Regions from separate parts of the Mus musculus genome. Here regions 1, 2, 3, 5 and 6 are each linked to region 4. The links are chromatin contacts, called in public Hi-C and HiChIP or PLAC-seq maps. All regions are on one chromosome and are shown on one strand. The core of a region is the stretch at or near the end of the contact, and the rest is flanking DNA. Distances in the headings are between cores, read along the strand shown. Region 1 overlaps Maml3 (mastermind like transcriptional coactivator 3). Region 2 overlaps Maml3 (mastermind like transcriptional coactivator 3). Region 3 overlaps Maml3 (mastermind like transcriptional coactivator 3). Region 4 holds the start of Setd7 (SET domain containing (lysine methyltransferase) 7). Region 5 overlaps Maml3 (mastermind like transcriptional coactivator 3). Region 6 overlaps Maml3 (mastermind like transcriptional coactivator 3).

Region 1 (4,451 bases), core at 1,298-3,797, 440 kb after region 4:
GGGTGGAGTACTGTCACTGTCACTGCTTGCTGTGCCCTATGTGTGCACTTCCTATCCCCTCACGGTGTCTCCTGAATGCAGGCGGCCAGGCAGATTGTGTCCAAAGGGCCACTTCTGTGATTGTAACACACACACACAAACACAGGAGCCGCCTTGATATGGCACACCTAAAAATGTCCCTTTACGCATTTCCTTCCGTCCCTCCCTCACGCTCACCTTCCTTTCTCTCTTTAAAGGGGGGCCTGTGTCTCCCAGGCTGGCCTTGAGTCAGCACTGAGACTACGGACACGTCTGAAGGTCCCCACACCCCCCATCACTTTTTCCCACTTAAGTGCAAATGCTTGTCACTTCTCATCCCTGTTACCCTCTCCACTCACAAGCCCAGAGAAAAGGAAGGGACACGCCTGTGCCTGCCTCTGCCTCTGCTTTTAAGGATGTGTGTACCAGTCTCCTAGGAAGGGGGAGCAAAGGGAGAAGACACGGGACAGAGTTTTTCAAGGCTCCCGAGGCTACGACTGCATTCCCATGTCCACTGTGTCCCCTCATAGAACAGAAGGCGCTCTGTGTCTGTGATTGGCTACAGGGGAAGAAAGGAAAGAAATAGATCTCGGATGTGGGATGTACATCTCAAAACGTGCCTAGCCTCCCTAGAGAAAGGTTCTCAGTGTGGTTTTAAGCCACTCTGGCAGGCAGATCTCTGAATTTGAAGCCAGCCTGGTCTATAGAGTGAATCCAGGGCAGCCAGGGCTACACAGAGAAACCCTGTTCCCATCTTCAAGTGGAGGGGGAGGAATCCTCTCACCTGAGTGTACACAGCCCCTCTGCCTCTAATTCAAGGTCGGTGTGGTCCAGACCCTGACGCATAGGCTGTGCCGCAGCCCATCGAGCCCTGCGTTCAACAGAGACGAGCACTTTAAAGCCCCTCTAAAAGTCAGCAAGGCAGAGCTGAAAATGCCAGCCACGAGGATATCACCACTTTGTGAGAAATGAAAATGTGCTGAGAGTGATTGCCGTATTTACGCCTTTCGTACTGCCCTTATCTAACTAGAGCAGGGGAATCAGCCCAGGAGCCAACTCTTCCCTGTTTTAACTAGGATTCAAATATAAGCGTCATGTATAATAACAGTGTTCTTCCACTGTTACATAAACACAAGCGATGACACCCCCTTCCATTCCTTAGACATCTTGACAATCCGAGCTAATACAGCTAATTCGACTCAAGTCCCTGAAAACACGGAACTACAATTGCCACTTATCAAGTGGCTGAGCCATTAAACTCGCCCCTGACACTCAGTCTCTAGGGCTTCCACGGTGACAACATCCAATCGTTGGATTGTGGTGAGTCACAGTCGCTAGTTTTTAAACTTCTGTGTACTCAACATTCAACATAATACTTTACTTTGTCTTATAGTGACAGTTGCTTAGTTACCAATTCTTTATAAATGCAAACTGATTTATCAAGATTTTTCAAGAGGTGAGTTTTACCAGTGTGTGACTGGGTCTCAGAACAGCCATGAACAAGAACGGCTGCACACACAGAGCTATCTGCCTCCATGGGCAGTAGGCCAAAGGTCAGAAAATAAAGAGAGTCAGAAGTAAAGAAAGATCGAGGTAGAAGACAGAAGTATAGAGGGGAAGGCCAGATGATGAACTAACTACTCAATATCAAACAAGCAGAGTTGAATTCAGAGCTCCTCCCTCCAATGGACTAAAGGTCTCAGCCCTGGCATTGTTTTAAAAATATCTATTCTTTTTAAAATGTCTAGACAATGATAAATACCAAGAAAAACAATGCATCCAGGGACTTAAAGGAGAAGGCTGTAATTCTGTCATCCAGAAAGATGGACTTTCTGCAAAACTACATGTGTAGCGATCTCTTTTTCAAGAGATGGGTAAATAAAACAGCAACTCTTCAGTGCGGTCTAAAGGCCTTCTATAGAAACCCACTCACTCCCTGATTCCCTCCCGTCTCAAGACATACCGAGTTACTATTTGTGACTTACTAACAGCATGTAAGTGAAGTCCCTAACTTCTACCTTCATGGGGGAGCTGGGATTGAACCCAGCGGTCAGACTGCAGACCCCGCGCAACTGACCATTTTATTAGGGTGCACAGATGAATAGGTGGATAAATGGAACAGCTACAGTGGCTATGTCTAACTTGTGGCTTGAAGGGCTGCAGGCAATGCTATGTATACTTAAAAAAAAAGGGGGGGCTGGCGAGATGGCTCAGTGGGTAGGAGCGCCCGACTGCTCTTCCGAGGGTCCAGAGTTCAAGTCCCAGCAACCACATGGTGGCTCACAACCATCCCCAACGAGATCTGACTCCCTCTTCTGGAGTGTCTGAAGACAGCTACAGTGTACTTACATATAATCAATAAATAAATCTTTAAAAAAAAAAAAAAAAAAGGGCTGGGTAAATAATCACGTGGTGTATTCCTTCCCCCGTGGTCCCGCCTTTGTTTCCAGTCACACAGAGCCCACGTGACCACGCAGTGATGCAGAGATGCGAATACAGGATGACATGTGTGAGGGACTCTGGCGCTTCCTGTGGGCCACGGGTGCTTCCTGTTAGAGAAGAAACATCTGCCCTGCCACTCTGGCACGGACTTTACATACAGTCTCAAGTTTCAGTTAGCGGTCCTCTCCACTTCCTGTCCCAAGCTATTGGGCAAGACTTGGTTTTCACCTTCCTGAGACCTCAAGAGTAGGGTAGCAGAGCGCCCTGAATAGCTCAGCGATATCGGGCTGCATCGGGATAGGGGTCGGGGAGAAAGCAAGTCCACCTATAGGGACAAAGCAACAAGCTATTCAAAGTCAAGGCTGTTCTCAGAAGCCACGGCTCTATGGACATGCTATACACATTTTCAGGTTGTTCCTCTCTTCCCTTTACCTCCCAAGTTCCCACTGAGGTCCATCACATCCACATTCATTTACCTAAAGCTCTGCTCAATTCGTTCCCTCGCTCAGTGCGCGCAATTTGGCTCTCCTATATTTGAAACCTATTCAAAAGCACTGACTTGTTTTACCTTCTTCTTTTTTTTTTATCCTTTCTAAGGTCAAAGTATAAACCAGTCATCTGGGGCATTTGGGACCATATAAAATTTCCCATCGTTCCAACTTCCCTGGTGAGAAATTTTTAAATGAGTACAATGAAAACATCCCGAAGCCATCAGGATAACTGCATTTTAGATCTACAGTGTTGGTCCTGGCCCGGATTATACAAGTGTGCACGGTGGGTCTGAATCACTCCTGTGTCTACCCAGATCTAGCTCTTGAGAGGGTTCAGAAAAAGCTCAACACTCAACCAGCTTAAAACAGTGAATTGTGACAGTTAAGATACACGGGGAGCGCTCACACCCAGAACCAACTTTACCTCTAGGGCGACTCATCAAGTACTGATCCATTGGGGCAGTAATGCCAGGTCTAGGACTGCCATCACTCAGAACTGGGAAAACAGCCAAGCTCACGGATGGCTATCTTGAAAACACCAAAGCCAAAGGAGCTGATTTCTAATATGTTCCTCGTGAAAGGGAATAATAAGGCATATGCCATTTCTTTTTTATAGAAATGTTTTAAGAAGAAATAAGGAATGGTTAAAAATACTTTTAGTTCTGCTGGGCAAGTCACTACCCAATCCCCAGAGAGTTAGGTTTTTGTTGTTGATGTTGTTGGTTGGTTGGGTTTTTTTTTCTTCTCAAAAAAAAAAAAAAAAAAAAAAGGAAATAGATCGGTGTGCTTTCTGCAGTTTCAGCGAGGACTCTGGGCCCAAAATGTTTTAAAGCAGAAAATTGGTAACACTAGAGATATTGTCAAAATACGATTTCCTCTGGTTCAGAAATGGCGAGAGGGAGGGCTGGAAGGGTGGAGTGGGAAGGAATTGTCATCAAAGCATTGTTAATACGAACTGAATTGCACTACAAAGGCGATGCTTCAACATGGAGAATAGAAATTGTTCTGTATTATCGTGGATTGACAATATGACAATCGCTCATTGAAAACGGGTGACAGCTGTAGCATTACAGCTCCGTGCACAAGGCGAGATGAATGAGTGGTACAAGTTCTTCCAGAATGGGCCCCTATTTCACAAGAGTCTGTCTCTTCCCAAAATAAATACATGCCAGCTTTTCACTATCTCAGCAAATTTAGCATCTCTTTACAAACCAACCTGCTACGGAGTGGCCTCAAAGTGCCAATGTCAAGTCCCTGCTTGGCGGATTTGCAGCAGCTGGGAAATACCAAGTCAAAATGCCAAGCAAGATCTGTACAGCTCTTCAGCAGACGAAAGGGCAAGGGATGGTAAAATGCCCATGCCCAGATGTGCGTGAACCGACATCAAACTAGCCTCCAAATCCACTGGAGCAGTTGTTGAATGTCTATCTCAGAAGCAGGTTCAGTCCACTATAGAGGTAGGTATGTCCTACAGCAACTCACTAACCTGAAATAACATTA
Region 2 (4,277 bases), core at 1,280-3,779, 350 kb after region 4:
GGGAGATGCTACTACTAAAATCGACCTGTGCCAGGTGTTAGGACACACACACACACACAACTCCAGCTTCCGGAAGGTCAGGGCAGATGGATTTTGAGTTCAAGGCCAGTTTGGGCTATACAGGAAGTTCCTGTCTAAAAACAAAAACAAACATACAAACAAACAAAAACCCTAAGTATTACTTAGGAATTGTTTCAATTCTCAGACTTTGTTATGAATGGTACTGTTGTGAAATCTATGTTAAATGTAGATCATGGGTGCTGCTGACGAATGATCTGGGGCTCACGTTTGGGTTAGTTCATTTTCCACTCGCACCATTATAAATGACAATGTTCTCCACCCCTACGATGTAGATTTGGTTTAGGGTTTCATTATGATGACTGATACTCTCCTAGTTTTCATAAAAAACATGCTGGCTTTTTAATTTTGCTTTCTATTTCTGGGTTAGCTGTACATTATTGACAACTTATGCTGTCCAGACTATGGAATTTGGCAATACATTATATTTACACCACATTTGAAAATACTTTTCAGGGAGGATGGTTTTTCTTTTCTTCTTCGATTTAGCTGCTATGTATGTACTTGACCGTGGTGTTCTCACAGAATTAAGATTTTGCAAACTGATCTACTGACCCATGAATGTGTACCCTGGTAACTTTCTGGAACAAAATCATGGAGAGTAAGAGACAGGAAGAGGTACAAATCTTTCAACAGTACTTAGTGTGTTTGTTAAATGCTCTCCTCAAGTGTCATGGCTGAATACTAGGACACCAGCTGGTAAGCAGAACTTGTTGTTCCTGTGGTGGTACTGAGGTTGGTGGTGCCCAGAGGACTCTGGAAACAAAGAGGCCAGACATCATCTGTGTATATTGCATGCATGGGCATGAATGTATGGTGTGTGTGTGTGTGTGTGTGCTTTTCGAGGGATTAATACATGCTAATTAAGCAGGGCTTTTCTGCTTTTGTACTACATATAACTGAATGAACTAACAAATATCCTTCACATTAGAAACCTTTAATGCCGAGTCAGCTGGTTTCACTGTATTCATTGTTGGTCAAGCACTAGGAGATGTGGAATCCATAACCAGCCGTGTACAGGGCCTGTTGTGAAGGCCGCTGAACACAGGGTCTGCGCTCTGCCTTTTCCAGTTCTGTGCTCTCCTGCTGACAGGCCACGGCCTGGGAATTTGTGATCACTAAAATTCTCCGATTAGTCTGCACTCAGCACTGTCCAGAGGAATCAGAGCACACATCCTACCTGTGTCACCACCACGTGACCATGCTTAAAGCCACACCCCACCCCACCCTCACACACAGACACGTTGGCCTCTACTTAAATTGCTCGCCAGAAAGATGATTTAAATCACTTTCCAACAAATACAATTTCAGTATAGTTTTTCTCACCAAAGTATGTCCCCATTGTACAAACCCTATTGTAAGTTGCAGAAAATTCAGGTTTATAGTTTTCCATTGGAAGAAACTGTATACTAAATGTGTAAACTGTACAGAAACGGGCCCCTTAGGAAGCAGAACATTTTATTTTCCGTAGATAAATAAAGCAGATAGTGATAAAAAAAAATCACAGAAACAAAAGATTATCAGCTTGCTGGGTTAATTTTGGCAAGTCTTTTTTTGGGGGGGTGGGGGTGGGAAGGCTGTGTTGAAATAATCACTGAAACTCAAAATAACTGATACACTGTTGCAAACGTAAATGTTTACATATATGTATTGTATTTCAGATATTTTCTTCAATTATACGTAACAAATATACAAGTTTTAGCAAATATATAAATAAGTATTTTATTTCTAGATGAGAAATAGGAGCTGGAAAAAAATGTAAAAGAATGTCTCATCACAATTTAAAACAAACAAAATTCTTCCTAAATGAAAACCTTTGAAATGCAATGTTTTGAAGGATGCGTCTCCCCCCCCCCCCCCCATCACATAACTTCACCCAGTTGAAAGCTACTTCCCTCCTTTCCTCCGTAGAGAGATAAGTGTGATAATCTTTATGGCATACAGGTGAGAAAAAAGGTATTTCAGGAGACAGGCAAGGTGGGCAGAAAGGAGAATCTAGAGAGCCCGCCATTGTGGGGCCTGGAGACCGACCGAGGCTGGAACAGTAAAGGGTTCCAGCTTTGAATGTGAGAGAAATGGGGCTGTAATCCGAGCCCAGGAGAGGCAGGCAGCCACGGGAGCCCGGCTGTGAGGACGCTGGAGGATTAAGGAGATAAGCCTGTGGTAGCATTCCTGGAATTCTTGGAGGTGACCGGCTCTGGTTGCTAGGGACTGCAAAGGCAGGATCATTCTGACTAAATCCGAAATGGAAAGAAAAGGCTTGAATCTTGCTTTTAAAGATTTGTTTATATTTTTTTGTGTGTATGGCACCCACCCATACCTGACACCCAAGGAGGCCAGAAAAGGGTTTGAGATCCTCTGGAACTGGAGTTAGGATGATTGTGAGCCGCAATGTGGGTGCTGAGAATCGAGCCTGGGTACTCAGGAAGAGCGGCCACTGTTCTTAACCACTGAACCATCTCACCGGCACGAGAGTTGAATTCTTTACCCAGATCTCTCAGCTTAGCTTCAATAACTGTGTACAGTGCAGTCACTCCTGTGAGTTGGGTTTCAGACCCCGGGACAAGAGGCTGAGTTGCGTATTTTACCTACCAAAGCTGACCTGGCCTCCATGTTCGCCCAGGATCCGAAATTCTCCAACCCTGAATTTGCCAGCCCAGGGGCTGGGTTTCCCTTCCCCTCAGAGGCTCTTCAGTGTATACTCCAGACATTTTGGTCTCCCCTCTCCTTTTCTCGCTCTTCTTGCCCTTTCTCTGCGCATGCCTGCTTTATCAACTTCTTCCCCTCCTTTTTCTCTCCCTTCCCATGGCAACTTCCCTGGCATAGGTTCTTAGAGCCAGAGAACTCTCGGGAGAGCTGCTTTCCAATAAACCTATGTTTAAATACTCTAATCTGGCTTGACCTGGCTCATTTCACCAGCCAGAAGTAACTTAGCACTGCACAAGTGACAGGCCCTGACAACAACCTGTGGAATATTCAGTACAGAAAACAAGGAATATGACATTGTGGTGCTATGTGTGGTTATAGGTGAAAAGACATTTTTTTAAAAAGGTTTCCACTTTCCCAAAGTGTCAGCCCCCAGCTCCTGGGAAAGACCGAAGCAGCGTCGGGGAAGCAGTGTCTCGGGGACCCCCTACTCTTGGAGCTGGAGAACTGTGCCTCAGGTTCTCTGTTTTGTTCTTTTGAGGCCGGGTCTCTCACTAACCGGGAACTCACTTGGCTTTTGGCAAGGTAAGTCCCTGGTCTCCCCATCCAGGGATCACAGGCAGGACAATTTCCTTGGTTTGCTTTTGAAATGCGGATTGTGGGAATGGGATTTAGTTCTGCTAGCAAACATTTACCAACTCTAGCCCCAAGTCTTACTCTTAAAGTTTTATTTTGATGTTAAGGGTTGATGGCTGCTGGATTTAAATTCCTCTTTAGATAACACTTATCATCACCACTAGGAACCAAACCACCTTCAAGGCAGCGGACCCCAAAGCATGCTGTAGTCTTCCGCACATAACCTAACCAAACTTTTAATTGCACGGATACTTAAATATCAACAAACCATCACATTAATTTTCAGCCAAGGTCATAAACGTCACTGATTTTAAACAGCCCCTCCCAGGACAGATATTTAATAAACAGTTGCCCCATGTGTACTCTCCCACAATTGAGAAAACAAGCCATTGGGATTTTTAATTCTCCCAAGTTCTGACTTAACTAGCAAAGTTCTTCTTCGCATCTGTGTAAGGTATCATAGGTAAACATATCCAACCAGTAGTGTTTAGTCATCACGTGAAACAAGTGGAAAAGGCTGGAAGGGGCTGCCTGGGAACTAACGGCCCTGACAAGGCGCCAACACACTGCTCCTAATAGCTGTGTTTTCAGAGCACCCCTCAGCCATGACTGGCCACACCCAATTTTAGTACTAGGTATCTTCTGATGAGTTATGTTTCTCCACATGATATTTGGGAGAATCCGAATGGAAAATACCAATAAACCCCACCAACACTCTTCCCTATACACGGGAGCTCGGAAACAGTTGTTGATGAAGCTCTTCATTAGCTCCATCTGGGTTTCTCTGGGTCATTCAAGACGTACAAGACTACAGGTTTTCCTCATTACAAGGTATGGTAAAACCTCTTGCACGCTGAAGCTGAAGACAGCATATGCATCTCTTCTTCGTTTAAAAAAAATGTTTTTAGCCGGGAATG
Region 3 (4,722 bases), core at 77-2,576, 320 kb after region 4:
GCAAATGACTCCCATGCTGCAGAGTCATTCCAGGGAGTTTATGACTCTGGTTTCAATTGTCAGAGGAGCAAGGGGAAAGGGTTGAGAGTGTGATCAGGAAAATACTACAGTTGTCAGTTGGCAACAGCAACGTGTTAACACAGCCTCTTGAATTAACTGCTATGGGAATGTCAGCTAGCAGGAAGAGAAGAAGAAAAAAAAAACCCTGCTCTTTGGAAACAGATTCTTGTTGCAAAATTTTCTGAGTTAATTAAGCCAGATTCCGTATTAGCAAAGAGAGAGATGGCCTCGGCTAGCTGATATTCGGTGACTCGGAGAGTGACTAGGTTAGTGGGCCTGTGTCTATTTTTAAATTTTATTTTCGGAGGGTCTCATAGAGTTTGCATAGGCCCTGTGTGTCTCCCTACCCATTATTATGTTCAACGCCAGCACATTAGCCAAGGATAGCCCAAAGATGTTCCTCTCTTCCACCTCTTATGAAGACCCAGGAACTACTGGATTCCTACAATGGTACATCCCAGGAGGGTGTTTGTATATGCCCAAAATACCTTGTCAAACCCAGAGATGAAATGGCATTTGGGATGTTCTTTGATTCCCTACCCCAAGGGATAAGTCACCTTAAATGGCACATGGGTTTACCCTGGACAAATCCTTACCTCTCCTTCATCTTAAGTGAAATTTGTTTTGAGGAGGCATGTGGGTGAGACAGGGAGGGGATAGGGATAGAGTCCCTTTGGAATCGAAACTTTGGTGAAAACCTGAAGTGAGACTGATAAGCAAGGCAGAGCCAAATCAGTCATAACTCAGATGCTCAACAGTTTTGGCTCTTCTCAAAGTTATCATCAGTCAGCATGTTTTAAGATAGAAGGGGGAGGGAGAGGGGAGGGAGAGGGGAGGGGGAGGGGAGGGGGAGAGGAGGAAGGGGTAGTAGGAGAGCGGGAGAGGGAGAGAAGAGGGAGGGAGGGAGGGGGAGAGAGAGAGAGAGAGAGAGAGAGAGAGAGAGAGAGAGAGAGAGAGAGAGACAGAGAGAGAGAGAGAGAGAGAATATGCCAGGCAAAGTTAAGAAGTCAAACGTGTGAGGTAAGTTAATGAGGCATCATTTATAGAAACGGGGAGCCTGGAACTGAGACATACTAAATAAACTACCTAAGGTCACAGAGCTGGCTCTGTTGAGCTGAGATTTGAATTTCAAGGTCCATGCTTTCCCATGGTAGGCCTCGCCACTTGAGAGTGAAAGGCATTGTTCATTCCCCAATGACAGCATGGCTCTTAAGCAAGAGAGGAAGCAAAGGAAGTTGTCCCTCAGAACAGTGCTCCCTCCAAGGGCACAGGAGGAAGTGCTCTCCTCCGCAAGTGGATTTCCTGTCAGGCCAGACAGTCTTCTGCGGTGCTCACAACCCAGCTCTGCAGCTGTTTTTGCAGAGGTCCAACTGCACGTCGTCACGAGTTCAGCTAATCCAACTCCAAAGAGAACGACATGGCGCATAGCAAGCCACCTGTGCAAGTGATGACAGATCACTCAGACAAGCACTTTCCAGGAACGCTGCAGAGCCACCGACAGAATCACACACTTCCCAGGAACCCCCAACCTGCTCACGAGCATCTGGACAGCTGTGAGCTCTCTAGTTCACCTTAGCCCCAACCCTTAAAGTCAGAGAAGACCGCCAGCAACTCACTGCTGTCATGGCAAAACTTCACACTACGATGCCCCTGCCTCACACTCCCTGTCACATTCACTTGTTGACATATTTAAATTTCACGTGCCCCTTTTCATGGTTTGGAAGGCTCGCACATAGATGTACGTGTGTGTGTGTGTGTGTGTGTGTGTGTGTGTGTGTGTAGTACATATGGAGGCTAGGGGACAACCTCCGTGCTGCCCCTCAGGCACCTTCTACTTCACTTTCTGAGACAGGGTCCCTGTTGGTCCCCAGTGGGCTCCACTGTCTAGCACACCCCAGGCATCTGCTTGTCTCAGCGTTCTCAGTGTTGGGATTACAAACGTGTACCGTCATGCCTTGCTTTTCTGTGTGGATTCCAGAGACACTGAACTCAGGTCCTCATGCTTTCGAGTCAAACACCTTAGGAACTGAGCATCCTTCCCCAGCCTGAGGTTTGGATCTCAAATGTCTCCCAAAGGCACGGGTGCTGAAGGCTTGGCGAGCCTGCCTGTGGCACAACTGGAACTTAAGGATGTGGGGCTTTAATGGGAGCAAGTGAAGTCACTGCGATGTTGATTCTCTGGTCTTCCCCTCCCCATTCTGTTTCTCATACAATGAGCAGACAGCCCCAGCACGCACTCCACCACCGTGCTTCACTAAGCCATCACCAACTCAAAACCTCAGGCCCAGAGAACCTTGGACGGAGACCTTCATAATAGTGATCCAAGACAAAGTTTTCTCCTTCTAGGGGACTTTACTAAGGCATGCCGCCATCATGAAAGCTGTGGACTAACACACCTCCACAGTGAAGCTGGGCAATGTGACCAGTGTCTGTAGAGGCTCGCTGAGGTCACAGAAGCAAATGACCCACTGATAGAGCCTAAAGACTCCGTCACTTTCCTGTAGTAGTTTGATTGTAACTGCAGGATTTCGACAGTGTTCCTACCCACCCTGTGGGTGTTCTGCCACTGACACAGAGATATACAGACATAAGGCTCTGAATGACAGAATCAGGATTACAGAATATTGGCACAGCTGACTTCTTAAAATGAAGGCTTACAAAAAATGGATTTTAGGAACTCTGGAGACCCTGAGAAGTTGTATGTAGAGTTTTGTGGGAGGCTTAGAAAGATGGCTTGGTGTTTAATAAGAGTTTTGTGATCTTGTTTTGTTTCGCTTTTTTTTTTTCAGAAAGAAGTCCAAAGCTTTTTATCAGATTCTTAGTATGACTGCCGGATCTCCAAAAGTTTCAAAACCAGACTCCTACAAGTTACTTAATAAGATTTGCTAGGTACAACTGTAAAGTTTTGTGTTTTGTGTCAAGAAAACTGTCTCTCGAGTACCTTTGGTTTCAGTCATGTCTAATCTCCTTTAACTCTGGGCTGCACTCATGAATATTAATGAATGTAAGGTCTCCAATCCAGGGAGATGCAGGCATGTTCTGCTGCAGTGGCCTCTGGGAGGCCGAGCATCAGGTGCCACGGAAAGCCACCCAGGAAACAGGTCACATGGGAGAGTCCGGGATATTTAAACAGAGAGTGAGAATAGTGAGAGGGCAGGAAGGGCATGGCTCGCCCTTATATAGCTGGTGATCCCCTGGTACGAAAAGAACTCAGTTTACCCCGTGTAGGTCTAGACGTGAAACTAAGATCATGGTTCCTTGTAACAGGGAAAAGACCCCATCCTCCATCTATGGAGGAGCTGGCGGAAAAAGCGATTAGGGAGATCCAGCTGCCTCCAGAGGCTAATGAGCTTCCTGTCTCTTGAACTTTCCCTAACCAGGCTGCATGTTCATCTGCCAGGGATTTGTAAAGGTATTTTTTTTATTGGGTGGAAGTTAGGAGAAAATGACCTCTTCTAATGCTATGAGCCTTCTATTAAGGTTTCCTGTGTCTCGTTAGCATTTCTTAGTCAAAGGCTCATACATTATTTTCCATTTGTGGAACAGACACTCAAGGCAAATCACTCGAAAACGAGAAAAGTGACTCTAAGTTTTGAGCTTTACACATTTTGTTAAAGCCAGGTGTACCTGGGCGTGGCCAGTGCATGTGCCTCACACCTGTCACTCTTACGAGTTTCTAAGGTTTTATCAGAGGTGGCCCCACCCTCCTACATACCTCAGTTCAGTTAATGTATGGGCCACTTCGATTCCCACCTTACCCTCTCCAGTCTATCCTCTGCAAGTCATCTCAGCACTAGGGAAGCAGAGGCAGGGGGATCTCTGTGAGTACAAGACCAGGCTGGTCTAGATAGTGAGTTCCAGGCCAGCCAGGGCTACACAGAAAGACCTGTCTCCAAAAAAACAAACAAACAAGCAAAAACAAAAACAAAAAACCCAAATAGCCAAAACAAAAAAAAGAAAAAAAAATTCAGGTCACGCTTTTCCGTCTAAATTTCTACAGATTTTCACATTCATCAAAGTTAAATTTGTCACATGGCTTAGGAGATGCTGGTTGGCTTTACACATTTTGGCCCCACCCTCTCCTGTAGCAAAGCTCTCTTACAATTATGACCTATGCTAACTCTGCAGTTCCCTGCCTGTACAGAGGGGCAGACTCCCAGGATTGAGGTTGTCCTGGCCACTCTGCCTCCCTGCCATCTCTTTCTCTCACTTTCATCTGTTTGATCTTCATGGTGCCCCTTGTCATGATGTATAATCCCCTCGCCTGTCACTCCTCCCCTTGGGCCACCTTCTTCTCCACAGGAGTGTAGACTCGGTGGTAGTGACCTTGCCTGGTTACTTCTTAGACGGCCGAATCTCAGCCAACCCCTGAGTGGTTTCCAGGATGGACTGGAGAAACAAAGGGTACAATGAATGAGCAGTCTCCTGGACAAGTCTGTTCCCGGGGAAGCTGTGTATAGCCCCAAACATGTTCTTCTCCTGGGTCTTAAACATGAATATGTATTCAGTCTTCCTCCTTTTGGAAGTGCTATACAGATCACAAGCCCAAGAATTTTGGAATGACCCTCAAGAAGCTCCTTCACAAAACTGAAATCCTAAGATTAGAGAGAATTCTTTCAGTGAAGAGAGAGAGACACTGCCCGAAGCCACAGTTTCCTCCCC
Region 4 (4,174 bases), core at 101-2,600:
AAACATCACGGGAACACTATCTGGGATAGAATAAGATAAATAATAAATACGCTTAAGAGTGTTTTCCAGTGTTCGTTGTTACAAAATCATAACCTCTCAAGCCACAAACAACGAGATTGTATAACGTCGCCACGGACGTTTTATAAGTAGGGGGGCAAAAAAGAAAAAAAAAAAAAAAAAAGAGGCGGAGAAACTCAGCAAAACACGGTGGCGACGGGAGTCGGGGGAGGGGTGCGCAAGAGGGGGCGGAGAAACCTGACACCCAGGCGGTGATATCACCGGCAGCCGACAGCTCGGAATTCAGAAAGTTAAGTGTCACCCAGCAATTTGGGTCCCGGCTGGAGCGTCCGCACGGCGCGCCTGCACCTCGCTGGGAAGCCGGGAGGGGGAAGGGCGGGTGGCTGAGTTCGCCCAGGGGCAGGGTAGCCTGGTGGGGAGCGGCGTGCTCTACCTAGCCATGATTTCATCTTTTTTTTTTTTTTTTTTTTTTTTTTTTTTTTTACCCCGGAGGAGCGGCCAGGGCCGCCATGTGCCTGGTGTGCGGCCGGGTGCGTTGCGATGGGAGACCCACCTAGACCCGGCCCTGGTGGCCATGGGACGCAGCGACTCAGTCAGGAAAAGGGCAGGCGGTCGGAGAGGGGAAGTCGAGGTGGCTGAAACAACGCTGCCCCGCGGAGATCGCGGGCCTCAAGGGACTGCCCTCCCATCCTCCATCCCCGCAAGGACTAAGGCCAAGGTGCTAGGCAGCGTCGCAACTCCCAGGGAGGATGCTGCCGAGGCCAGGCGGGATGCAGGGGCCCAGCTTTCCCAGGGCGGCGGACCCCGCGGGGCCCCATTCCCCGCCCCTGCCCCGCCGCGCCCCGCACGCTCCCGGCGGCGTGGCGTAGGCAGTGCAGCCCCCGCCTGAGCCGAGCGACCCGCCATCCGCTTAGGGACCGCGGCGGCCTTCGGCTCGGCCCGGCGCGCGTCGCAGACCGCCACTCTTTTGGCGCTTTCCGCCCCAGGCGCCTGTCCCCACCCCAGAGTCCTGGAGAAAAGCTTGTACCTTCCACGGCTTCCTCCACCACCTCATCGTCGCTATCCATGGCGGCTGAGACCCTACCCAGCCCGGGGCCGTGCGGCCGGCTCCCGTCCCTCTGGGTGCTCCTGGTGGCTGAGCGAGCGCTGGAGCTAAGCCCTGCGAGTTTGGAGGAGGGGGAGGAGGGGGAGGAAGAGGAGGAGCAGTCGGGGCGGCTCGCGCTGCCTCCCCCTACAGTCCTTTCAATTCCTCCGCCAGCCGCGGCAGCCGCAGCCGCCGCCCCCTCTCCTCTCGTCCCCGGTCCCGGAGGCTCTGGGGTGCTGCCGCCACTGCAACTTTCTCCTGTGATACCCCCTCTTTGTTATGGAGCAGCTGATCCGCTGACATCACCCGGCGCCGGTGCGCTCCCTCCCTCGTTGATTGACAGTTCCCTGTCCTTTCCCAGAAGTGAGGATCCTTAGAACCCAAGGTGCTCCGGAGCTGCGCCGCCTCTTAAGACCAGGCAGTGGGCAGACCAGGCGGCGTTTACCTTTTGGCTTGGTTCACTGTTCGCCAGCCACGCGGTCCAGGTCGCCGCCGGCTGTTCGCTAGCGCCGGGGGCCTCGAGGGTACCCGCCTGGGGTGGGTGAGGGGCTCAGAGCACCTGATACCCCACGATGTGCCACCAGGGACTTGGAAGTGCGTCATGCTGGGTGTTCCTACCACTATCTCACTCCTGGACAGCTGGAGCGCACTCGGAACTAAGGAAGCCTTTGGTTCCTGAGCTTCTACTTCCTCTTGCCCTCGAGCCCCACTTCACTCGGCTCGCTACTGCCCAGAGTTGCAAAGTGCGGCGGGCCCAGGAGCGCAGGTGCCCCGTCCCCCTTCCACTGCCCAGCGCTGCCTCCACAAGCCAGTTCCCTCGACTCCAGGGGGCGTCCTGCGTCCTGGATTCCTCCCGACTGAACGTCCTACCCAGGAGTCCCCAGTCTCCATCTTCTTTCGCATCTCCAGGCCCCTAGAGAGATCCAGGAATTCAGCAAACCCAAATGGCAGCAGGCTGGTAATCAGGCCGCACCCGAGCTTTGGCCGATTCCTTCTCCTTGTCTTGAAGATGGAGCCACCAAGCGGAGAGCCGGAGCCAGGACCCTGTGTCTAGCGCTCCTCCTTCTCTCGCCTCCGGTCCTGTATTTGTGATGTCCCTAGATGTTTCTTTAGTTTCTCCAAGTGCCAACCACTTCACAGACTCAGGCATCTTTGAGGGAAGAAAACTCCCTTCCCAGCCCAGCCACTTAAAGAGTGTCATTATGTCCTCTTACAGGTGGCAGCAAAGGATCTCTTTAAATAGCGGGTTAAATGCATGCGCATGTACCCAATGTACTGTGGAATTACCCGGTGCTGGTCTGGCCTTCTGCCAAGAACAGTCATCGTGGCGGGTGGGAAGGATGGGGCAGGAACCAAAGAAAGTTGTTCCTTTTCGTTTTCTGAACAATAAATGAGGCAGGATTTCAAGTCACTTCCAAAGCCTGAGAGAGTCCCCCCCCTCCTTAATTTCTTAAATGCCTTTTTTTTTTCATTTTCTTTTTCTTTTTTATTTAAGGCAGGATCTCCTGTAGCCCGGTCTCTCACCTCTAACTCACTGTATACAGGAAGACGATTTTGAGCTAATCATCCCGCCTCTATCTTCACAGCCCCGTAATTACAAACCTTGGCAGCATGCTGAATTTATAGTACTGGAGATACAATCCAGACTTTTCCATGCTAGAAAAGCAAGCTCTCCACCAAATGAGCTGCACCCCCACTGGCTGATATATGTCAGCCAGAAAAAAAAAAAAAGTAAAAGAAACAGGGCATGGTGGTATTAATCGCTGCACTAGGGAGGCAGAGGCAGGTAGATCTCCGAGTTCAAGGCCAGCCTGTTTGGTGTATAGAGTGAGTTCCTGGTCAGCCAGGGCTACATAGAGAAATACTGTCTCAAAGGGAAAACCACTTAAGAGAAAAATTATGGAGACACTAACCCCAAATACCATCAGAAATGTTAGCTCCATTCTGACTGCGTTCGAAAGAGGAAGGTTGTGGATGTGGAGTTAGAAGGCTTAGGGTCCAGTCTCCTTCACCTGCAAAGTGCACCAGGGTGGCCACTCTGGCAGTATGGGTTCCTCTTCTGGGCATTAGATACTCAGGCCATATGGGGAGGGACTTCTGTGGTTTAGGCTGGTTTACTCTTTGACCCTTTAGCCTAGGCTACACCACTGTACACACTGGCTCAGGCTACGCTGTCCTGAAATCTTCCATACCCCTCTGAAGTCTGTCTTGGGATTGATCTCCTTAAGGGTCTTCCAGGACAGGTACCAGGGACCTTTGTTAGGCTCCACAGAAATCTACACCTGCAGGGAAATATGAAAGGATACCTTCAGATTATAATTTAATCTTTTTTAAAAAACGATTTGATTTGATTTATGTGTGTGTGTACACTCATGCATGTGTATACGGCTGCATGCTGTGTGTGTGTGTGTGTGTGTGTGTGTGTGTGTATACCAAAGGAGGCCAGAGTGCATTGGAACCCTGGAGTTGGAGCTACAGGCAGTGGTAAGCCCTTGAATGTGGGTGCTGGGAACCAAATGTGGGTCTTCTGAGACATCTGCAGCCCACATAACATCACTTGAAAACATGAATACAGAAACAGGATTGTACTGAGTGTGTGTGTGCACATGTCTGTGAGTGTGTGCTAGACAGAGTCTCTCACTTGCCTAGAACTCATGGAGTAGGGTAGGCCTCAGATACCCACCTGTTTCTGTCTTCCCGGTGGTTAGGTTGCAATCATACACCTCCACACTTGTCTTTTGTTGCTGTGTTGTTTTGAAACCATGGACTCGGGAGTTGACGAATCTCCCCGGTCCTTATTCAGAGTTTCTGAAAAGGCATTTACCGTGCTTCATCCCTTCTGGCTTTGAGCTGTATGAGCTCTCCCCTTACCTTTAATTCTTATGTATCCCTGCTTTCCTTACGCATGATGCTGGTGCTCACATGACGAAGAATAGCAGATGCTCATCTCCTTCAGTTACTAGACAATAAAAACGATGAAAACCGAAGGAAGAAGCAAAAATAAATTTATTTCTTTACTGAAAGAAGGTAATGTCAGGGCAGGAAACGCCCCCTCAGGACACAGACCCAGGC
Region 5 (4,630 bases), core at 1,807-4,306, 490 kb after region 4:
AAGAAAAGATCTGCTTCCCCAGCTCAGGGACCCCCAGCCTTTGCCACCATTTACGTCTTCCACAAGGGTTCTACGGATCAAACTGGGGATTGCATGTACATCCAGCAAGCTCTTTTCTGACTGAGCCATCCCCACAGCCTTGGACACGCCTTTCTTTAAATAATGTATTCATCTTCTTGGAGAGGCCATGGTGACTGCTACATAAGCCATGAAATCTCACTTAGCCTTCCTTCAGAGGATAGACTGAAACCCTTCTAACAGTGACAAGCCAGCTTCCCTACCATGACCTGGTGACATCCTGGAGAAGTCTACACTAGGTACCCTCCAAGAAGACTGTCTGCCTGCCAGGCACAGCTCCTAACCAGACTACTCTCTCTACTCCAGACAGGCTGGCTGGGAACTAAAGAGTTGTCTAAATGCCTTCCAGCATCTGACAGTTTAAGATGTGAACTTCCATTAGTTAGATACCAGATTCTCCTCCAGTTAACGCTGGTGTTTTCCTGGTGTTTTCTACCTCTGGTAGTGGAAGCATGGCCTGAAGCAAACCAGTTCCTATTCTGGAAATGGCCGGCTCTCTCCTAAAGTAAGACAAACTAATTCATAGCTATAACCCAGAGGGAATACTTAGTAAAAGGGGAGCGAGACCATGCTGTGCTGTGTGGGCTGAAGGAAACACACAACAAAAACAGCAAGCCTACCAGACAGAGGTTTTTAAAAAAGTGTTGGGCCCTGCAGAGTTCTAATGCAGTAGACAGCAAGTACCTAGAGGGAAAGGGCTCTCAGTGCCTCGTGTAGTCTGCTTATCTCAAGTCTAAACCAATCATCTTGATGGTTGGTTATGGCCAGGATAGGGTTTAGTGGCCTTTCTGAGAAGAGCAGGAAGGCCTAGCCCAGCTCATTCTAGACTGGATTCCTCTCCCTACAAGGACCCCGCCTTTCTCTGCAGTAAGGGTTTCTACTGAGTAAGCAAGAGAGAATTCATAGTTTTATTGATTTCTCTCACTCTGACTGGAAAGGGCTACAAGCCGCAGGGAGGTGTCGCCTCTGCTGCTTATTGCTATATCTGACCGGGAAACTCAGTTTTGGAATAGAAACTTAATAGAAAAGAAGAAAAAGGAAAAAAAAAAATCAGAGGGTTAATTGCCTGCCTGGTGGGAAAGATGGCAGGTCTGGCTGAGTCGAGGTCCTTTGTGGTCACCAAACCCTTATGACTGACAGTTATCACAGTCACCTCCTACTGCAAAGCAACTTTTACAGCTTTTATATCTCCAAATGAAACCAAAGATCTGATCTGCCTACCAGAGTCAAGGACACAAATCTCTCAAACTCTCCTGGGGGCAAGAGGGGAATGGAGCCTGGAGCTGGGAGGAGAGACTAGGCAAACTTGCCTTTCTCCACCCACTCACTCTCATCCCTAAAGTAGAATAAAATAAGCTGGGAGGCCGGGTAAGGCCTGTTAACCCAGAAGCCTGCCTCCAATTAATGTGATATTGCTCCTTTAAAACCCTGTACGAGAACGGCCCGGCTGCTGCTGATCCCAAGGCTGCGGCACGGTAATTGTCACTTAGCCACTTAACTCCCCGCAGCCCGGCTCACACGCTCCTTGAGGTTTATCTCTCAGCCAATTACTGCTGTCATTTGCGTTTCAATGTGTGGAATCAGAGGCCAGGCCCAGGAATACAGCACAAGAGAAACCCCCTTGGGGGACAGGAGCCTACTAAGACCTAGTGGCTGATGGGGTGAGACACAAACAACCCACCAGGGTGGGAGTGGCCGAGGGGCTTCCTCGAAGGGGAGGCCCACTCCGGCTGGGCTGTGGTCCTTTTCGGGCCTCTTCACTGGGGCAACCGAGAAGACGAAACATCTCGCTTAAAACATCGCGTCGGTTCCAAATAATGATGGCGATAATTAAAAAGCAACAGAAATTTAGCTGTGGAGCGATTGTGGACAGGAGGCAAGGTAATGTACAGAAGCCGGTCACAATGAACGATTACTAAGTCAGGACAAGCAAGAGAGACAGAAGCCAAAGCAGAGAACCCTCATTTTAGGCCACACTGCTCTTTCAAGCAACGAGGGGGGGGGGGTGGAGTCAGGTAGTGGCGGGATGGGGGTTGGGGGAGGGGCACTTAACCCTTTGCTAGTTCCGCCCTAAAATCCCTGGGAACTTGGGAGCCTCCTCAGCTAGCCCTGAGTGGGCACACCAGAGCTTGCTTTTGTGGTCTCTTGGATTTTAGGTCGGTAGCAAGTCTCTGCCTTTTAAAAGAAGACATGTAGGCTTGGCACAGTGCCACCTCGATCCCCTCACTAGGCTGACTGAGGCTGGAGGATCCTGAGTTACAGGCCAGTCTGGGATACATAAGAAGGAGGTCTCAAAGCGTGCCCTGTCCTCCCCCCAAAACATTCCTTAAAGGCACAGCCAGGTATGAGATGAACCAGAAAAGAAAACAACAACAACAACCACCATTTATGAATCCTCCTGTGGAGAGTCAGGTTTGGCAAAGATGCCCTCCCTTGAAGGGTGAATGGAAGTGGATCTCAGCCTCTTAGGGTTTGGTTTTCTCTGCCTCCCACACAAAGGCAACATTTCCTGCACTGTATTATAGTTTTTATTCCTAAAGTTTTAAGCCATTCCTGTCTACCCAGGCAACTTTATAGCTGAAGTGAATTAACTTAGCTGGGGGTGGGGGGGGGGTCTTCATTTGGAAGTGGATCTACCTGAGGAATACACACATACACACACACACACACACACACACACACCCTGACCACACAAGGTAGAGAAAGAAAAGAAGCAGAGAAGAAAGCTGTGGGAAGGCAGCTCCCGCAGGACACCGTAGGACTACTGTGACGACGGACCAGCCGGAGGGGTAGGGAGCCAACTTCAGTCTGTGAGCCAGGAGGCTATAAGAAGCACGCTCCCTCTGACATTCCATCCTCCACAACTCCAGCAACCACAGGAGGAGGGCCTAAGCCGGAAGAGACCTGTTCTAGCTGGATCTATCTCCGCCTGTCTCTAGGTTGAAAATAAAACTCTGAACTTCTCTGCCAATGAGCTCTGCCAGGCCCGATGACGTCCCGGCACGTCAGTTCTATTTGCAGGCAAGGTCCCTGTGCACCAGGTGAGGAGGAGTCTGGGCAGAGGACTCTGGGATGGTGGGCCTGACTTCCCACTGTGCACAGCCGAGATCTGAAAAGAGCTGCCGGGGTGCTAGTAATTGCACACGTCAGCGAGAGCTGTGCAAAGGAGAGTGGGCTCAGAGAGAGCTAATTGCTATCCTCGGGCTATGTGCTCCTTGTTGAATACCAGAGCGGGAAATCTGATCTGTGCAAAGCAAAGGAAAATCACCAGTAAAATAAAACAAGGAGGCAGCCTGCCCACGCTGGCCACAGACTCCCATTTGTCCTTCCCTCATCTACCGTCATCCTTATTATTAAGAAAATCTATAAATCTGGAACTCTTAGATTTCTTTCTCTTTTCTGTCACTGGGGACAACTGAGCACAGAGACTGGCTCCTCAGATAATGGTGGCCCCAAATGAAGCTCCTAAGGATCCCGAGAGTCTAACTTTCTCCTCCTTTTCATGTCTGTTTGCAAGGATTTATAATCATCGTCATCACCATCATTATCGTCTAAGCAGAACCACCATTTGAACCTCTCCTTCCTTGCTTTCTCCCACTTCCTCGGTCAGTGTCTTAGCTCATTAATTCCTGGCTCTCTGGATCCTGAAGTGTGCGATAAGCTGCTCTTTTTCTTTTGTCTCAAGGCCAAAAAGACTTTCTGGAGAGGCAAGCTCCACAAGTCCGGCCCTCCCGGCCGTGAGTGACAGCTTAGAGGAGCTTTGGCAGCCTGCCACCGATAGCCAAGAACACAGAGCCGTCCAATCAGCAGCATGAATCCCTTCCTACTGCGACACGGGGGCAGCCTTTCTTCAGCTTGGCTGCTGACACCCAAGGATCTCAGAGTTGCCTCCGCCTGTGATCCTGCCTCTTCCTCAAAGGACCTCACAGTGTACGGACCTTGGGTTCATCCTTCTGCGGTGGTTCCGTCAGATTCAGTTTAATCATGGGAAGAGCTTTAGCTCCTCCCACTTCACACTCCACGCATTTCCTGCTCCCCCTGTCTTGACAGAGCAAAAATCAATGACTCTGCCACTGTGGGTTATCCAGGGTGATAGCAAGAGCCTGTCTTGGATCTCAGTGCCTCCCCACAGACCTGCACACCCCAAACTGGAAACCATGAGTTCTTTCTAAAGAGACCTTTCTAAAGAGACTGATGGTCCACCAATCCTTCAGGCTGGGCTCCTATTCCCTCCTCATCTCCCATCTCTAAAAGCAAAAGCTTTTTGCATTTTATTTCACTCACATTTCTCAAATCCAGCTCCCAGCACCCTGAGATGAGGGCACAGCCCCTTAGCTCAGCCCCGAGCCCTCCTCTGTGTCTCTTGCCCAACACCAGGAGAGAGCTAACACTAATGCCCCACTTGTTCCAAGGCCTTCCGCGTGGCATCTGAAAGCTGTTCCCTTCCAGTATCGCCAAGCTTAGTCCTGCCTGCATCAATCTCCTGCTGCACTAGGGATCTCCCATGCCCTGCTCAGTCTCCGTTATTCCTCGTACCACTTCACCCAGCTAA
Region 6 (4,822 bases), core at 1,836-4,335, 380 kb after region 4:
TTAAATGACAACCTTGTGTGTATAACCAGCACAGAAATCTCAGAAAGTAAGCCATTTGAATCATAATGAGATAAACACACTGAAAAACATTTTCTCCGCATGAACTTGAGTGTTGAACTCTCAACCTCGGTGTTTTGCTCATCGAAGCTTGTCCTCTCATTCTCGTGTGAACCGTAAGGTGTGAGTCCATCAGTTCCCATGGCCTCCTGGATCCACAAAGAAGGCTAAGACAACACCACGTTATTTACATGTGCTGCATGCAGGCTGGCTCAAAGACACTTTACCCATTGAGCCATTTCCCCAGTAATTTTTGTTTTTACTTTGTAGTAAACTAAAAGGGGCAGCATTAATTTAAAATACTGCATTAAATTGAAATATAGGTAGTTCTGGATCTAGTTTTGTTTGTTTGTTTGTTCGTTTGTTTTTCTGCAGTAATTTCACCCCAAGTCAAAGTCTCTTGTGTTTTAGGCTTTAAAAACAGAAATACACACAGAAGGGATAGATTATTTCTGATACTGGATCTTCTGGGATGGTCACAATAAAAGCCTAGGTTCAGCCTGGCTGCCTTTACCACCTTTAATCCCAACATTCATGAGGCTGTGTCAGTTGAGTTTGTGGCCAGCCTGGTCTATAACCCAAGTTCCAGGACAATCAGGGCTACACAGAGAAACCCAGTCTCAAAAATACCAAAACCAACACCAAACCAACCAACCAACCAACCAACCAACCAACAAACAAACAAATAAATAAACATCTTGGGTTCTCATGAGTCCCGGACATAAGTTGAAGCCACATCTAGAGATTTAAAAATGGGCTATAGATAATAATAGTGATCTGTTTGACCATAGCGATAGCTACAGACATAACCATGCACGAGCACACACAGATACATTCCAATACACTGATGAGAATACAGAACACTTAAAACAATCGCAAATAAATTTAATAAGCTGAAGTTCAAAATAACAGCAAAGACACTAATATTATCAGATGGAACGAACACTAACAATTGCATATTAATCACAGGAAGGACGGCTCTTCCCAGATACTGTGGATTCCTCAATACTGAGTAAAAAGGAGATGTTACAGCGACGTCTATGGTCTGTCGCCTTCTGCTCTTTCTGGGGTGCCTGTCCTATGGGTGACACTTGGGAAACAGGAGAGGAAGGAGGGTTTGAGAATCATGACATCATCAAAATACAACCTTAGCTGGACTCTGTGTGAGCTTGCCAGCCAAGAGTCCACAGGATGCAGAAGCAAGCGAACCAAGGTCAAGGCCTGCCTGCATTCCACAGTGAGCTTAAGGCCAGACTGAGCAACTTGGTGAGAACCTGTATTATGATCAAAAGTAACAATAAAAAGTAGCTCACAGGTAGCGTGCACAGGCCCTAGCTCCAGTCTCCAGTACTGGAAATCCTGCTATGGAAATAAAAATAGAACCTTGCTCTATTCCCCTGAAATCTGGAAGATACGCAAAACCAAAACCAAAAAGCCCTCTGTGTGTATATTTATGTGTGAGCTTGTGTGACTGTGAGCACATGTGTGCCAAGCTGTGCACATAGAAGTCTGAGGACAACTTTGGGGTTAGTCCTGACGTTCTAGCTTGTCCCAGGCTGGATCTCTTACTGTTGACTGCAGCGCACCTCAGGCTAGCTGGTCATAACTGCCATGATTCTCCTGCCTCTGCTCCATCTCTCCTTAGGAATACTGCGATCGCAGATGCACGCTATTACATATACCTTTCTGTGGAGTCTGGGTATCTAAGCTCAGGCTGCCATAACAACTTCAGCCACTAAGCCATCTTCCCCCTGCCCTTGGAGGCATGCATTCCAGGAAATAATGGGAATAGCCAGATTGACTTTCTTTTTAAGAAGCACACATACGATTTTTTTTCACACAGGCATTTTTCTCAAAGGAGTTCTGCCATCGTGAGGGCTGTAAGCTCTATCAGGTGATTAGACACAGAACATCTCCACAGACCTAAAGAGTTCCTGAGGACCTCTAACAGGGAAATAGGTTAGCAAAACACAGATGCAAGCCAATTACGAAATCATGGGATCTTCAGGGTTGACCCCTGGCTGGCACCGGGTTAAAGCTGATTGTTCCATCCATCCGAGGCAACAGGAAATAGGACTCGCTCTCCATCCTCCATTAGCCAATGGAGCTACTTTTAGACCTCAGTTCCGTTCTTTTGACCATACTTGTATCTAAATTGAACCCCTTTCCCAATAGACAAACAGCAGCATCGCACGAGTCTTGAGTCACCTTTGGGTATCCATCGTTAGAGACCCATAGAGCTGAGCTTGGGAAGTACCGAATGGGAGTGCTTGCCATACAGGCACGAGAGCCTGAACCTGAACCTCCAGAGCCCATATAAAGTTGGGCACCCTAGCATATATCTGTAAGCCCAGTGTTCCTATGGAGAGATGGGAGTTGGGAACAGGAGAACCCATAGAAGCTCACTGCAAACAATGAAGAAGAGAGCCTGTCTCAAACAAGGTGGCAGGCAAGGACCTAGACTCAAGGTTGTTCTCTTGACCTCCACAAATGTATACACACCACTACATACACTCACACTCCTGACTCCCCCTGAGCCTCACCCCCACACACAGATAGATGCCCAGTCCTGTCAACAGGACGGTAGACTAAACCTGAAATCTAGCTGCGTTATCTCAGAGCCCACTTTGGTCCTTGAGGCAAGGGGGCGCTGAATCTCCTTGTCGACTATGCCAAGAACCATGAACTGAGCTTTTGAGCAGCGTGCAGCAAGACAGCACAGAGCCTGAGCTCTGGGCCACATTAAAGTGAGTGGAGGTGGATTAGACAGAAAAGAGCAAAACAGGGCCTAGTGGCGTGTGCATGTTATTCCAAGTACTTGGGAGGCAGAGGGAAGAGGATGTTGGAATTCAAGGTCTGCTTGAGCTACAGCATGACTTGAGTTCAAGGTCAGCCTGAATAAGAGCAGAGAGAAAAGGCCGAGGAGAGAGTTCAGTGGTAGAGTGCTTGCTTGCCCAGTACGCAGGAGGCCCTGATTTCAATCCTGAAAACACAAAAAAGAGGAAGATGGGTGAAGAGGCCAAGTAAGAGGTGGGGTGGAGGCGAGGGAGAACAAGGCAGAAAGAGAAAGAAGAAGAAAGCAGCTGGCTGCTCATAGAGAGGGTGAGGAGGCCTGAGTTACAGAGCGAGGCTGATATGCAGGTCAATGGGAAGTCTCTTGTGATGTCCCAGAGGTTGGCAGCTCAGATCATGATAAACAAGGGCCCTGAATACACCGGGAGATAAAAATGCTCTGTGAGTGTAGAGGGGGGGAAGACTCACGTCCTCCTCTCAATTCCAGACCTTCCAGAACCTGCCAGAAAATGAAAATGCTAGGCCCATCAGGTGTGTGTGTGTGTGTGTGTGTGTGTGTGTGTGTGAGAGAGAGAGAGAGAGAGACAGAGACAGAGACAGAGACAGAGTATTAAAATGCTGAAACCTGGACCAGTCCCTCTCCTTTTTACTCCCGACTCCCTTTTGTTTTCTGACACCTTTGCATCAGAACACTATACTTGAAAAACAAGACAAAACAAAACAAAAAAACCCCGAACACACACAATCTTCTTTCAGCGTTCTTTGTCACGGGCCTTTATAAGCATGTGGAATTCCACATTTCAATAATTCATAACAAACTTTTCATCTGGGCATTAAAACGTAGGCCCCTAAAAAGCTGTCTAACAATGGTCACTTCTGACAATGGTAACACATTTATGTAAAAGAAGCCGCAATACAGATTTTTATGTTAATACTCCTTAATCTTCGCTTCTTACATTTCAACTTACCCTCCCTCAAAGGAAATGGCTTCCGGAATCCGCTTCAAATATTCATACGGTCCATTGTAGACTCTACAGAGAGCACACTCCATGTAACATTCCTCCTCAGTCTTCAGTCAGCCTAAGTGTTGGGAGTCATGACAACACTAGCCATTGTGCACCTCTGGCTCACAAAGACGCATTCCAAGCTAAACAAATTATGGAGGGATGTGTGCTGGGAGCAAATTGGAGTATGTGATCTTGAAGAAAGTAGGAAGGAATCGAATTTAAAAACCCACTAGCATCATTAGACCAGGGACAACACTCCACAGTATTTGAGACACTTTTTTTGTGGTGGTTTGAATATGGTTGGCCAAGGAGTGGCACTATTAGGAAGTGTGGCCTTGTTGGAAGAAGTATGTCACTGCAGGGGTGAGCAATGACAGCTTCATCCTAGCTACCTGAGATGCCAGTCTTCTCCTGGATGCTTTTGGATCAAGATGTAGAACTCTCAGCTCCTCCAGACCCACATCTGCCTGGATGCTGAAATATCTCCTGCCATGACAATCATAGACTAAACGTCTGAAACTGCAAGGCAGCCCTAATTCATTTATAATAAGAAGTTGCCTTGGTCATGGTGCCTCTTCATGGCAATGGAAACCCTAACTAAGACATACTTTTATTTATTTACTCTGTGTGTGCATATGGGAGCATGTCACAGTACCCATGTGGAGGTTCAAGAAGAACTTATAGAAGTCAGTTTTCTTCTGTCATCATTTGGGGCCCAGGGGTTGAACTGAGGTCCTCAGATTAGAAGCATTTTCACCCTCTGAAACATCTCACTGGCCCAAGGTTGATTGTTGTTGTTGTTGTTGTTGTTGTTTGAGAGGATGGTGAATTAAGAGAAATAGAGTTTGCCTGCAAATAAATAAGGGCATCTACAAACACTAACTATAATGGTAGCAGAATACATGTTATCAGAGAAGCTCCAAATAGATACTGTGAAGTATATAGAATGCATAATTAAGTTGAAC

The links. A called contact is a pair of places that touch in the nucleus more often than the background predicts. HiChIP or PLAC-seq counts read pairs in DNA pulled down with a chosen protein or histone mark.
Region 1: a contact with region 4 is called in an H3K4me3 HiChIP or PLAC-seq map of pro-B cells, with 3 times the contacts expected there. The contact joins the enhancer-like site here to the promoter of Setd7 in region 4. A contact is called at or near these places in 7 of 39 promoter capture datasets (the 3T3-L1 cell line, the SN4741 cell line, hippocampal neurons and 3 more), 3 of 484 Hi-C or Micro-C datasets (CD4 T cells, LSK cells and group 2 innate lymphoid cells), 13 of 115 datasets of contacts at active chromatin or transcription factors (the 230-238 cell line, the NIH/3T3 cell line, bone marrow-derived macrophages and 10 more) and 2 of 9 other capture datasets (adipose tissue and liver).
Region 2: a contact with region 4 is called in a FOXA1 HiChIP or PLAC-seq map of pancreatic cancer cells. The contact joins the enhancer-like site here to the promoter of Setd7 in region 4. A contact is called at or near these places in 2 of 39 promoter capture datasets (hippocampal neurons and pre-B cells) and 4 of 115 datasets of contacts at active chromatin or transcription factors (the NIH/3T3 cell line, cardiomyocytes, craniofacial prominence and 1 more).
Region 3: an H3K4me3 HiChIP or PLAC-seq map of bone marrow-derived macrophages shows a contact between it and region 4, with 4 times the contacts expected there. The contact joins the enhancer-like site here to the promoter of Setd7 in region 4. A contact is called at or near these places in 3 of 39 promoter capture datasets (hippocampal neurons, liver and pre-B cells), 1 of 484 Hi-C or Micro-C datasets (myeloid progenitors), 2 of 115 datasets of contacts at active chromatin or transcription factors (bone marrow-derived macrophages and pancreatic cancer cells) and 1 of 9 other capture datasets (adipose tissue).
Region 5: an HNF4G HiChIP or PLAC-seq map of pancreatic cancer cells shows a contact between it and region 4. The contact joins the enhancer-like site here to the promoter of Setd7 in region 4. A contact is called at or near these places in 6 of 39 promoter capture datasets (the 3T3-L1 cell line, cranial neural crest, hippocampal neurons and 2 more), 1 of 15 datasets of contacts at CTCF or cohesin (the NIH/3T3 cell line), 4 of 484 Hi-C or Micro-C datasets (adipose-derived mesenchymal stem cells, cardiomyocytes, forebrain and 1 more), 17 of 115 datasets of contacts at active chromatin or transcription factors (astrocytes, bone marrow-derived macrophages, double positive thymocytes and 13 more) and 3 of 9 other capture datasets (adipose tissue, embryonic stem cells and liver).
Region 6: a contact with region 4 is called in a Hi-C map of bone marrow-derived macrophages, with 22 read pairs. The contact joins the enhancer-like site here to the promoter of Setd7 in region 4. A contact is called at or near these places in 2 of 39 promoter capture datasets (hippocampal neurons and pre-B cells), 1 of 15 datasets of contacts at CTCF or cohesin (the NIH/3T3 cell line), 1 of 484 Hi-C or Micro-C datasets (bone marrow-derived macrophages) and 2 of 115 datasets of contacts at active chromatin or transcription factors (bone marrow-derived macrophages and pancreatic cancer cells).

What each region holds. Positions count from the first base shown.
Region 1 is chr3:51,997,689-52,002,139 of GRCm38.p6, forward strand. The region is part of intron 1 of Maml3 (mastermind like transcriptional coactivator 3); the gene reads right to left. Among named protein-coding and RNA genes, the nearest start is that of Maml3, 110 kb to the right of the region's middle. Within about 2 kb of position 2,548, at least 81 of the 459 cell types and tissues checked have an H3K27ac peak or open chromatin away from gene starts, as enhancers often do. A contact at or near this core is called in bone marrow-derived macrophages, group 2 innate lymphoid cells, memory CD8 T cells and 2 more, where this site is marked.
Region 2 is chr3:51,906,427-51,910,703 of GRCm38.p6, forward strand. The region is part of intron 1 of Maml3 (mastermind like transcriptional coactivator 3); the gene reads right to left. Among named protein-coding and RNA genes, the nearest start is that of Maml3, 200 kb to the right of the region's middle. RefSeq lists an enhancer at 1,145-4,219. Within about 2 kb of position 2,530, at least 101 of the 459 cell types and tissues checked have an H3K27ac peak or open chromatin away from gene starts, as enhancers often do. A contact at or near this core is called in craniofacial prominence and pancreatic cancer cells, where this site is marked.
Region 3 is chr3:51,880,790-51,885,511 of GRCm38.p6, forward strand. The region is part of intron 1 of Maml3 (mastermind like transcriptional coactivator 3); the gene reads right to left. Among named protein-coding and RNA genes, the nearest start is that of Gm46803, 180 kb to the left of the region's middle. Within about 2 kb of position 1,327, at least 71 of the 459 cell types and tissues checked have an H3K27ac peak or open chromatin away from gene starts, as enhancers often do. A contact at or near this core is called in bone marrow-derived macrophages, liver and myeloid progenitors, where this site is marked.
Region 4 is chr3:51,559,473-51,563,646 of GRCm38.p6, forward strand. Setd7 (SET domain containing (lysine methyltransferase) 7) reads right to left here and starts at 1,351. Exons shown (of 8, transcript NM_080793.5): 1 at 1,046-1,351. The coding sequence starts at 1,085. 5031434O11Rik (RIKEN cDNA 5031434O11 gene) reads left to right here and starts at 513. Exons shown (of 5, transcript NR_160686.1): 1 at 513-736; 2 at 1,277-1,417.
Region 5 is chr3:52,043,210-52,047,839 of GRCm38.p6, forward strand. All of the region lies in intron 1 of Maml3 (mastermind like transcriptional coactivator 3), which reads right to left. Among named protein-coding and RNA genes, the nearest start is that of Maml3, 59 kb to the right of the region's middle. Within about 2 kb of position 3,057, at least 377 of the 459 cell types and tissues checked have an H3K27ac peak or open chromatin away from gene starts, as enhancers often do. A contact at or near this core is called in the NIH/3T3 cell line, adipose tissue, adipose-derived mesenchymal stem cells and 16 more, where this site is marked.
Region 6 is chr3:51,936,141-51,940,962 of GRCm38.p6, forward strand. All of the region lies in intron 1 of Maml3 (mastermind like transcriptional coactivator 3), which reads right to left. Among named protein-coding and RNA genes, the nearest start is that of Maml3, 170 kb to the right of the region's middle. Within about 2 kb of position 3,086, at least 14 of the 459 cell types and tissues checked have an H3K27ac peak or open chromatin away from gene starts, as enhancers often do. A contact at or near this core is called in bone marrow-derived macrophages, where this site is marked.